Linked DNA regions of Mus musculus: region 1 is linked to region 2. A link is a contact called in public HiChIP or PLAC-seq data. All regions are on one chromosome and are shown on one strand. The core of a region is the stretch at or near the end of the contact, and the rest is flanking DNA. Distances in the headings are between cores, read along the strand shown. Region 1 holds the start of Stard10 (START domain containing 10). Region 2 has its middle 30 kb from the start of P2ry2.

The links. HiChIP or PLAC-seq counts read pairs in DNA pulled down with a chosen protein or histone mark.
Region 1: a contact with region 2 is called in a FOXA1 HiChIP or PLAC-seq map of pancreatic cancer cells. The contact joins the promoter of Stard10 here to the enhancer-like site in region 2. A contact is called at or near these places in 15 of 39 promoter capture datasets (the 3T3-L1 cell line, 3T3-L1-derived adipocytes, the C10 cell line and 9 more), 1 of 15 datasets of contacts at CTCF or cohesin (the NIH/3T3 cell line), 15 of 115 datasets of contacts at active chromatin or transcription factors (Th17 cells, bone marrow-derived macrophages, craniofacial prominence and 10 more) and 2 of 9 other capture datasets (embryonic stem cells and macrophages).

Annotation. Positions count from the first base shown.
Region 1 is chr7:101,316,708-101,322,515 of GRCm38.p6, forward strand. It overlaps Stard10 (START domain containing 10), which reads left to right and starts at 4,406. Exons shown (of 7, transcript NM_019990.5): 1 at 4,406-4,645; 2 at 5,007-5,326. The coding sequence starts at 5,120.
Region 2 is chr7:101,039,350-101,044,804 of GRCm38.p6, forward strand. No RefSeq gene overlaps it. Among named protein-coding and RNA genes, the nearest start is that of P2ry2, 30 kb to the left of the region's middle. Within about 2 kb of position 2,757, at least 86 of the 459 cell types and tissues checked have an H3K27ac peak or open chromatin away from gene starts, as enhancers often do. A contact at or near this core is called in neutrophils and pancreatic cancer cells, where this site is marked.

The DNA of each region.
Region 1 (5,808 bases), core at 3,156-5,655, 280 kb after region 2:
CCATTTTTGTGACTGAAATGTGTCTATGTGGGACTCAGATAAGGACAGCAAGTGATAATATATGGTTGTGACTGTCACCACGAATGAGGATGTGGGTGACCTTGAGTGACTGGCTTAGTGGCTGTGGCTCCCTCGGGGCAGCTTTGGGCTGTTTGCCCTGCAGGGTGTGAGACCCACCCTGAGTAAACACTCAGATCCGGACCTTGTGGGGCTTGGCTAAAGCTCCTTTATCACTGTAATAGGACGTGGCCTTCTCAAGGCCCAGCCTACCTTGGAGGCCTGAGGGCCTAGGAATGGAATTACCTCTCCACTCTATTTCCCAGTGATGTCACACAAGTCACTGTCTGGTCTTCTAGAACAGTGAGCTCAGGGCACACTGTGTTGCCATAGACAACTTCTTGGCATTTACTCCATCCTTAGCGGCAGACAGGGCTACCCCAGGAGGAAGGTGGGGAAAAGGGGCCCGTGGGGGTAATTTATCATCCAAAGACCTCCGTCCATCTGTCTGTCTGTCTAGATGGTGAGTAGGAGTGGGCACTCAGAACTTGAGTACACTGAGCCTGGGTGACTGACTCATCTCTGCCACCCTTTGGAGGCTGAGGTAGAACTGACTCAAATTCTAAAACCATCCTGCTAGATCAGAGTTAGACCATTACAGAGCTAGACCATGTCACACACATACACACAAACACAGAGAGAGAGAGAGAGAGAGAGAGAGAGAGAGAGAGAGAGAGAGAGAGAGAGAGAGAGAGAGAGAGGCAGAGTGGCAGGCTCTGTGTATGTGGAGGGTTTTGTTAATGTAACAACCTGGCAAGTTGTCAAGGTTCCCCCAAGTAGAAGAGATGGTATGTAATGGGCTTAAGAGCTATCTCAGACCAGGAGAACTGGGTCTTTTTTTTCTTTGTTTTGTGTAGCCCAGGCTAGCTTCAAACTCCCTATGTAGGTAAGGATGACTTTGACTTCCTCCTGAACCTTCTGCCTCGAAAGTGCTAGAATAACAGACATAGTCCACCATACCCAGCTTCTGGGGTTTTATTTCCAATTCTCCTGATCTTTAGGCCTCGGTGTCTCCACGTGTCAGGGTGGGTCCAGATGATATCAGTCTGAAGGTCTCTGGAGCTGGTGCAGGGAGTTGAGAGCATTAGGGAGCAGGTAAAGGGGATTAGCTAGCTCTTGGCAGGTTCTGCATGACACCCCCCCACACACACACCAACTGCCTGGTCAAAATCTCAGTGACCTCTGCATCTCCCCTATTCCAGGAGCCTCAGTGCTGAGGAGCTGAAAGTCCCCTCAAGCACTTGCCTTCTTTATGCAGGTGCAAGTGAGAGCCAGGGTCGCTCAGGGTCTGCCCTGAACCCCGAGTCCTCACTTTCCCTGAACTCCCCTTGCTGATTACCCCCTCATAGAAACTCTAATCTCCGTAGCCCATGGCACCTGCTCAGTGACAAGCTTTTTGGAGCTGGGAGCCATAACAGTGCCAGCCCAGCGTCTGAGGGACTTACAGAGGTGGCACACCCACCTTGTGGGTAGACCCTCACTGTAGGTAACTGACCAGGCACAGCAAGTGTCTTTCTTTGCTAGCCTTTGCACTGTGTAATCTTGCACCAGAGTCTAACTACACCATGATCTTTCCTTAACCTTTTTTTTTTTTTAACCAACGAGTTTTGGACAGTAAGTTCTCCTCTGCTCTACCCATCCTCTGGCTGGGTTGTAGTTTTGGTTACTTGTCTAAGGGAGAAAGGCACCTATACCCAAGCCCAAAGCCTCTGTTATTGTCATTCTCAGGGGTTAATGTTCCAGATGAGGAAACAGGGGTGTGTGTGTGTGTGTGTGTGTGTGTGTGTGTGTGTGTGTGCGTGCGCGATCTGCTTCTAGGCACAGAACTAAGAAATGGTATTGTTTGGATTTGAACCCAGGTCCGTACCTTCACTCTTCTTATCTCTCTTGCTTAGGGATGTGGTGCCACAGGATTTGGGACTGCTTTCATGTTCAGGAGGCTGTCAGGAGCCTCAGAGCCAGGGACATCTAAATTCATGGGATGGGGATCCAACATGGGCAAATTAATGTGCAGGATGAAGTGACATCCTTCTACTTGTCCTCCGGCAGGTCACCTGCTATTTTGGACCCTCAAGACCCAAAATATTTGCTCTTAAGCTTGGCTCCTGTCATCTGTTCCTCACTAGCTGGCTGTTTTCCCCTCAGACTGGCACCTCAGGGCCGGGGAGGTCCTGTCAGTTTGTCTTCACAGCCACTTTCTGCTCTCACCCCAGCCTTATCTCCCCACCACTCAGGACTGGAGGTGGGCATGAGAGGCTTAGCATTCTGATGCTGCCTGCAACCTGCCAAGATTGGGGCTATCAGGGCTCAAAAAGCCATCAGGCTACGGTTGCTAGCTATCTCTACCTCATGGCCAGTCCCTGAAGATCCATCTCACAGAGCAATCTTTGGCTTTGCTGAGGTCCCCTCGGGCCTCCTGCCAGCCTGGGAGTATTGGTATCACAAACACCCCGAGGCTTGGGGAAGGTGGACTTGGGCAGAGGAGGTTCAAAGAGTTCGTGTCTGGGGCCTCCCAAGCCCAAATCCAGCCCCCAATGCCACCTACTCATTCCCAGACACTTCTAAAGAGTGTGGGTTCAGAGGGTGTGCGTGCAATTAGCTGACACTTCCTACCACACTGATGGAAGGCCTGGGTATCTGAGGTCATTGCACAGGACTGATGGGGACCTGCAGTTTTGTTTTGTTTTAGAAGACTTACTTTGTAGAACACCTTTCAGGGCCACTTTGTAGAACACCCATCATGGCTACCTGTTTGCCCCTGACTTATTTTTTATTTTTTTATTTACCAATGATTAAACCTAGGGCTCTACCACAAAGTTACAGCCTCCCTAACTATCCTGGAACTCACTCTGTAGACCAGGCTGGCCTCAAACTCAGAAATCCACCTGCCTCTGCCTCCCATGTGCTGGGATTAAAGGTGTGTGCCACCACTGCCCGGCAGCCTTTAAAAACATTTTGGGGTGGGGGGGCAAAGTCTTACTTTGTTGCCTGTGCTGGTTTTGAACGGAATATGCAGCCCAGGGAAAGCCTTAAACTTTGGGTCTTCCTCCCCAGTCTCCTGAGTAGCTGGGATTATAGGTCTGTGCTACCACATCCAGTTTCCTGCTTATTTTAAAAGTGGGCATGATTTACAAAGATCTCAGAGCCCTGAGCACTTCAGGGAAAAAAAAAAAAAAGCACATCTATTTGTGAACCTACAGTGCTGAGTCTGCGGTTTTCTTTTAACACCTGTAAGAAAAGAAATCTACATGGTGGAGATAAGAGGTGACTTCTGAGGGACCAGGGGGAGAATGCAGAGGGCACAGAAGGAGCCTGGGTGGCAGAGGCTTGGTACTCTGGCACTGGTGGGAATAGCCATTAGCAGACTCTGGTACTACTAGGTCAGTGGTAGTCACTTATTGCTCCTAATATCCAGAGGAGCACACCAAAGGCTTTCCCTGCTCGTCTCTGGCCCAGACAGTGACAAGACTGCCATGCTCATACTGGCCTGGCCCTAGCTTTCACTGGGTAGATGGGACAGGGCTCCCAGAATGGAAGAGTAGGCAGAAGAGTTAGTGGACAGAATTTACATCAGGCTACAGAGTAGAGCTCTGGTCCACTCTATTCTACAGAGGGGTGGAGGGGGCCTGTGCTCCAGTGTTCTGCAGCCCTGTGCTTTTGAGAACTGGTCTTCGCCTAGGGGAGGTGTGGGTAAATGGCTGAGAGCTAAAGAGGGGTGGGTTTGGAAGCTGCCAAATAGGGATGTAAGAGGTTGCTGGCTCAGGACCTCTCTCTGGCCAGAGTGAGGCTGAAGTGGAAATTTTGCCAAATTCTGGCCAGCCTTTGAACCTTGAGCCTTTAAAGTCGGATCAACTTCCGGCTGGGTTTGCACACCCTACTGGAAAATTGAGTTGGGTGTGTGGAGGAGGCTTGTTATGCTCTTGGTTCTTGGGGCTTGCAGGCTGTCGCCATTTCTAATTTAGTTACTGAGGGGCTGTCATCCCTATTCCTGCTAGTTAGTCTTTCAATTGTCATGAGGGTGTGTGCCCACCCTTGAATCTCTGAAGTGTTGTGTGTGTGAATAAGCTGTTGCAGAAGCGTGTACCTGCAAGGGTGGGAGCGAAGAGTAGAGAAGAGGCTCTCAGTTAACTTCCAGAATCTCTCTTGGCACCTCAACCTTACTCTGAGAGCCCAGGCTACTTTGTTACTTCGCTATGTGGTTCCTGCTCACAGGTCCCCGGTCCTCTGATAGTCTACATCTCTCCCCGGACTTTGCCCCTTCCCCGGGGCTTACGGGGGCGGGCGCTAGGACCCGGCGGGGCGGGGCGGGGCGGGGCTCGGTGCTCCCGCAGTTCTTACCTCCGCAGCCTGGAAAATACCGAGCGAGGCGAGCGGAGCCCGGGAGCCCCGAGCCTAGCGGGAGGGAGGAGGGCGGAGGGGGCGCGCGGGGCGGGGGGCGCGGAGCGGGGCGGGGCCGGCGGCGGGACCCACTGCTCCTCCCCCCAGGGTCCCCGCGCGGCCCCCGGTCGCCCGGGCAGCGGAGGCAGCGGCGGCGGCGGAAGAGCTCGCACACCGGCCCCGGCGGGCCCCGGCAGAGAAGCCCGCACAGGTGAGACTCCGCCACCACACCCGCCCCCACCACGGCCCCGCGCGGCTTGCTGCTGAGTTAGTTGTGCGAGTCCGGCCAGCACCGCGCGAGGACTCCGTGCCAGACCCGCACTTGCGATCCCCCAGAGTCCCGCCCGGCTCTCGCGGGCTCCTGCACCCGCTACGCAGCAATCCTACTGCCGCTCCAGGGAAGTATGAGGTCGCTCCTTGTGGGAGGGTGGCCCAAGTGACTGTCCTGTGCCGGTGCACAACCGCCTGGGGCCAGTACCTGCCCTTTTCAAGCTGTCCGCTGGTCCGGGACCCCGGCTAGCCCCACCCGCGCCCCCAGCGCACTGACTCTGGTCCCCAAACCGGTCTTGCAGGTCCCAGGAAGGTGGCGTCAGCATCTGCAGCCGCGTCGACGTTGTCTGAGCCTCCGCGGAGGACCCAGGAGAGTCGGACTAGGACCAGGGCCCCGGGCCTCCCCACGCTCCCTATGGAAAAGCCAGCTGCCTCAACAGAACCCCAAGGGTCTCGGCCCGCCTTGGGCCGTGAAAGTGTCCAGGTGCCCGATGACCAGGACTTCCGCAGTTTCCGGTCAGAGTGTGAGGCCGAGGTGGGCTGGAACCTGACCTACAGCAAGGCCGGCGTGTCTGTGTGGGTGCAGGCTGTGGAGATGGATCGAACTCTGCACAAGATCAAGGTAGGATTGCCCTGTGGTACCTGCAGCCTCCACTCCTCCCGAACTGTCTCTCACAGGAATCTCCTCGCCCATACTCAGACCAGGGACCCATAGAGGGGTGCATGTGAGCTCAGAGTCTCCTAATATAAACCAGAGGACACACATGGGCCATATGACCCGGGTTCTAACCTAGGCATGCCTGTGTGTTTGGGAGATGGGTGATGGCCAGGTACACTTAGGGGAATAGTGTCTCTCAAAGGTCTGTCTTTCAGAGTAGCTTCTGCTTGGACCCTTAGTTTGACCCACTAGGTAGGTGAACGGCCCACTTCCTCCTTCACCCGGGGTTCTCTAGCCCGCGATGGGTCTTCTGCTCTACTTTCTGCACTCTTGGGTGCAGAGGATGAGATTCCTTCCTTCTCAATTCCTCTAGTCCTCTCTGTCCCTGCCCAGTGGCTCTATCAGGCTCTGAGCCTGCAGCAGGCCTTTAGGACTGTGGCTGGCAG
Region 2 (5,455 bases), core at 1,507-4,006:
TATTTCTCTGCAGAGGCTGTTTTCCTGGTCACAAATCTTGCCCAGGAGATGTCCACCAGGAAGCTCAGATGAGCCACCTCACTCCTTGCTCAAAAGGGTGTGGCCTCGGCACAGATAGTTAGAATCTTAGTCAACAACAGAATGATATATCTTAATCTGGCATGATCCCTGGGTACCTTCCCACCCACTGACCCTGGGGTCATTTCCTTCTCTATTATGCAATCATTCTGTCACTCATAAGTAGGGGCCACACGATGCTCTGGGCAGCACTTTCCTCAGACACACTGGAGGCCAAGTCTGAATGGTGGTGGAGGAAGATGGTTTGTAAGACAACTCCAATTTTTACACCAATTCTAGCAGTGATTAATTTTCCCTCGGTCCCTACAGCCCTTGATTTCCACCACTGTCAAATAAGGGTAATAATGATGCTTCTTTTAGATGAGCATTGGAGGATTGGGTGAGATGATTTGTGTAACATGCTTAGAACATACCTAGTGCCAAGAAATCATCCAAACATGGTATCTGACTCACATGGCCAGCTCCCTTCATCGCTCAGCTTTGGGTTCAGTTAGAATGAGGAGACTGGCCCTGTAAGCATAGACTGGCGTCTCGTCCTCACTGTGTCCAACTTGCAGACAAATCCCATGGATTTTCCATGGCCTGAACCCTGCTTGGTGGTCCTCATAGCTTATCGTGCTGCATGCTGGCTCTCTGTTCTCCTGGCGTGTGAATTTTCTGTAATGTCTCTGACGGTAGCCAAGTGGACACAAGAGAGAATTCAACTGTTCTCAGGGATACAGTTCAGCCCCAGGCACTCTATGAGCTGTCAGGGGAGCGGGGAACCTGGAAGATCTGAATCCCACTCATCCTGGCCTCCCCACCCTAAACCTCCTTTCCTTCTCTCCTAGGTGAGTCAAAGACCAGGACTCTGTTAAATTCTGCCTCCTGTATCTGCTGGATTCAGAAAAAGACAGTAACACTCTGTAGACATCATGCAGAGCCACTCTCCCGGGCAGGGGAGATGGCCTGGTGGATAAGCGCACCTGCTGGCAAGCCTGACAACCTGGGATTAATCTGGGAATCCACAGGGTAGACAAAGTTGTTCTCTGACCTCCACGTGTGCTGTGACACATGTGTGCCCCCCCCATACACAATAAATGAATGATTATAAAATACATAGGTCTTATCACACCGCCATCCGAACCCTGCTCACTTCACAGTGACTCTAATTTGTAGTTTATGAAGCAAATGTGATTTTTGGAATATAGTTTGATGTTGAAATAAGGGATTTCCACACATAAGCTTAACTGAATCATCTCAAGTTCATGGTCTTAATACAAAGCTCTGCCCAACCCTGATCCAGCCATGCAAATGCACCTCTTTGCTTCTGCTGAGATTTACATCTGCTTTTGTTACTGTGTATTTTGCTGCTGTGAACTTTGCAAGGATGAGTTCCAAAGGGCTATCTCGGGATGAGTAAGAGAACAAACCTGCTAACCTGAAATGGCCATCAGACAAGCCAAAGGTCTCAACTTTGCCCATGACCTAAGAGCTGGCACTAACACTGGGCCATGACCAGGACCACAGTCAAGTTCTATGAGGACTTTACATAGGCTCCAGGCTCCTGTCACCAGAGAGCCACATCAGAGATGTAGAAGACAGAAATGAGAGAGAGGACTGACTGGATCCTGAGAACTAGAGGAGAAAAGGAACAAGCCAAAGCTGGTAGGAGACTGTCAGGGTCTCACGCATATCTATATTCAACAGAGCATTATATCTGGCAGGGTCATGTTAGGTGAATCACTGCAGAATTGCTTTGCTTTCATTCCAGTGAGAACATGCCCTTCACGAGGCACATACCTCAAGAGGCCAGGGAAGACCAATAGTCCCAAGTTACAGGTGATATGCCCTGGGTTCCCGGAGTCAGTCTGGTATGCTAGACACTCAGCCCCTTAGTTGAAGAGCTACAGAGGAGCACAGAGGGGCTCACCCAGGGACAATCAAGCTGGAGACTGGGTGGTCTCAGGGAGGCTATGGCCAGGCATTCTGTTGTGACTGTGTATACCAGCAGTATATTGGCCTGTAGTACTGTACTTGGCACACAGTAGGCACCTAGCACACAGTGCTCACAGAACCCACAGATGACAGGATGGATGAAAGATGCTGCCCTTGAGGCTTTCGTGCACACCCAGGAAGGATCCTGCTCTGTGGTAGCTGCACATCTTGACTTGATGAAGCAAAGCCTTTCAAGGCCAGGTAGAGGCGATGTGTGGAGGCCAGCATGAGCCTGGGCTGCTGAGGGATGCTGGGTGCATGCAGGGGACAGCTGTTCCTTGAGTGCTGGGAGCTGCATGATTCAAGGTAGGGCGTTGGACTTCAGGAAGGGTGGGGAGACAAGGGAAAGTGCCAATGAACCCCAGGAGGGGTTGGCCACATCTCCAGTTTCCTGCTTCTTCCTTCCTTCCATGGTTTACAGCTGCTGGGCAAAGGCCATATCAGAAGCTATCAGGCAAGTGACAGCTTTGTTTATGTCTGCAACATAAACTGCAAAGATTGAAGGAGCTAAAGCTGAAGTGAATTTCTAACTGCCTCAAACGAGAAACACCCCAGCAATTTCTCAAAGAAAAAGTGGTTTCCACATACCCCAGCCCTCAGCTTCTTCTTTAGCCTAGAGATGGTATCTGCTGGGGACCTGGCTCACTCTGTGTGGGCTCTGTGAACTGGAAGTAGACTTGGGCCTTACTGTCTCTGTACCATCCCAGCCCACACAGTGACGGGGCCTGGGTAAACAAAACCTCTAGCCACAGGAACCCTGCTATAGGGTAGGAAGTAACTCTCCTTATCTCATAGTAACTGGTGAGTGTGATTAGTACTGAAGTTGCCCTGCAGAGCAGGCTGACGGGAAAGAGAATAATGTAGCCTGACTGGTCCTCCCTGTGCCTCCGGAGCCTGGCTGTATCGTTTCCCATCCAAGTCTTCTCTATCAATTTATCTCCAGTGACAGGTTCTCAGCTCAGGGCTAAAAGGAACAATGCAAGAGGGAGACCCAGCCCATGCCCTGAGGAAATACAGATCTCTAATGCCAGCCTCAGAAGTAGAGACTTGCTGTCATGCCAAGCCACCCAGGTCACAGGGCTACCAGATATGCCAGTACTGTCTAATTCAGGTTTGCATGGTGACCTCTCAGTCCCCACCCTGTACTCCTCCATGCCAGTCACTGCCCCATCTTTCCCAGAGTACTCTGGGTCTTCTCTTGCTCTGACATTTCCATCTGGAAGGTCCTTTTTCCACCCAGTGCCAAGCCCTCTCTGGGAAGACTGCCTGCAGGCTCTCCCTGCTCTGGTTGCTCTAAGCGCTCTCATTTATTCCACCCATGGCCAATGAAGTGTGCTCTGTGGAGGGACCCAAGGCACGAAGCCTCCAGTCACATTGACCAGCCGGTCCCTGTGAAAGGGCAATGAAGGATCCACACTCCATAATGGCCGGGGCTGTATCTGTCCTGACCATGGCTGCTGACCGAGCCTGCTACAGGGAAGGTACTCAGGTGACTGAGAGGCTCTGGAGAAGGAATGTGACTGACAATACCCTGTGGACTGTGGTAAAGGTTGAGCCTTTGAGGAGGCTGTGGGAGTTTGCACAAGGATGCACGCAATCCAGGGATAGAGCCAAATGAGCATATGCAGGTGAGACCAATAGAGCTCTGCAGGAGGCGTGAGCTTGACGGGTGTAGCGGCAAGCTGGACCGGGACAAAGGAGTTCAGGGGAAACCTGAGGACCTCTCTGCCTGTCATACAGCTGTAGGTCACTCAAGCCCTCCTTCCTTTATTCCCTACCTTCCAACAACACTTAAAAGAAGCTGTGGATAGGGACTAGATGGCAGCAAGGTAGGAGGCAGTAACTGGCTGAGCCAGATGTGTTGGAATGAATGCCTCTTCTCTAGAGGCTGTGACAGGAGTGTTTTGCATTGATGGACAACCTGGAATACATAGCTAGACTCTTGTCTAAAACTTAACACACACACTCACATATACACACACTCATATACACACACTCACATACACTCATATATACACATTCACACATACACACATATAACACACATACACACTCACACACACACACTCACATACATATGCACACATGTGCATACACTCACATACACATTCACACACACTCACACATATACACATACATACATACATACACAGTCACATGCACACACTCAAATACACACTCACACATACATACACTTACATGCACACACACTCACATACATAGACATTCACATGCACACACACACATACACACATACACTCACATACACACACATTCACATACACACTTACACATACACACACTCACATGCACACACTCACACACAAACACACTTACACATACACACACTCACATGCACACACACTCATATACACACACACTCACATTTACTCACATACACACACTCACATACACATACATACACACACACTCTGTTTGTCTAGGAATCTAGGATCCTTGTCCTCTGTTGAGGTCCCAGCTTTAACTTCATTCCTAGCTAGAGCTGCCAGACACAGGAATGCAAGCATCCAATGAAGTCTGAGCTGCAGATAAACACTGACTAATTCTTTAGCGTAAGTAAGCTCTGAGCAAGCTTTTAACAAAAGGGATGCATTACTTCTCGAATTCCAGCTTAAGGGAACTTGCTGTATTTTCATTGGTTAAACCTTGCACCCTTCCTACACTCCCTCACTTCAGAATCTGTCACTCCCTCCTGCCCGGAGCCTCCTCCAAGGGACCCTTCTGAGGTCCTGGAGTTCCTGCAACATACAAGACTTTAGTGCTGCACGGAACACTGGGGATTGATCCCTTGCTTCATCCCGTATGTGTGGAGGAGGTTGAGGCCTAGAGGGGACAGGCATTGGCAAGGCCTTGAACAACCTTCAACAAGTTAGCCATAACGTGGGCCTTGCAGAGACCATAACTAGGGGGCGCCCCCAGCTTGGGAATGGCCCTCGCTGGCCCAGCCATCACATGCAAGGCTCCCACTCCCACCCAAGGCTGTTTCCTGGATATCCTCATACTTCCAGGTGAGTCACCCTCACCTACCAGGCTAGAGGTGGCATGCAGAGCACAAGAGGAAGGCCCTGAGGCTTTACTGAGTTGTGGGAAGGTGCCAAGAGAGGGTGGCACAGGGAGACAACCCAGCAGCCTTGGCGGGTGGGGCTACTCCTCAAGATGCCTGTAATCAACCAGAATCCACGCCTGGCCAGCAGGGCTCTCTCTTCAAAAGGCTGCTCACTGGACTTGCCCAGTCTGCCTTGCTCTGTGCTTCTTCACTTCACTTGACATTACACTAAGTATGGCTTTGTGTCCTGTCAGTCCCAATCACTCGCAGATTCCCGTCGTCGTCATCCCTGGGCCATCAAACAGGCCCTGGCACCGGAGGAGGTACTTAATA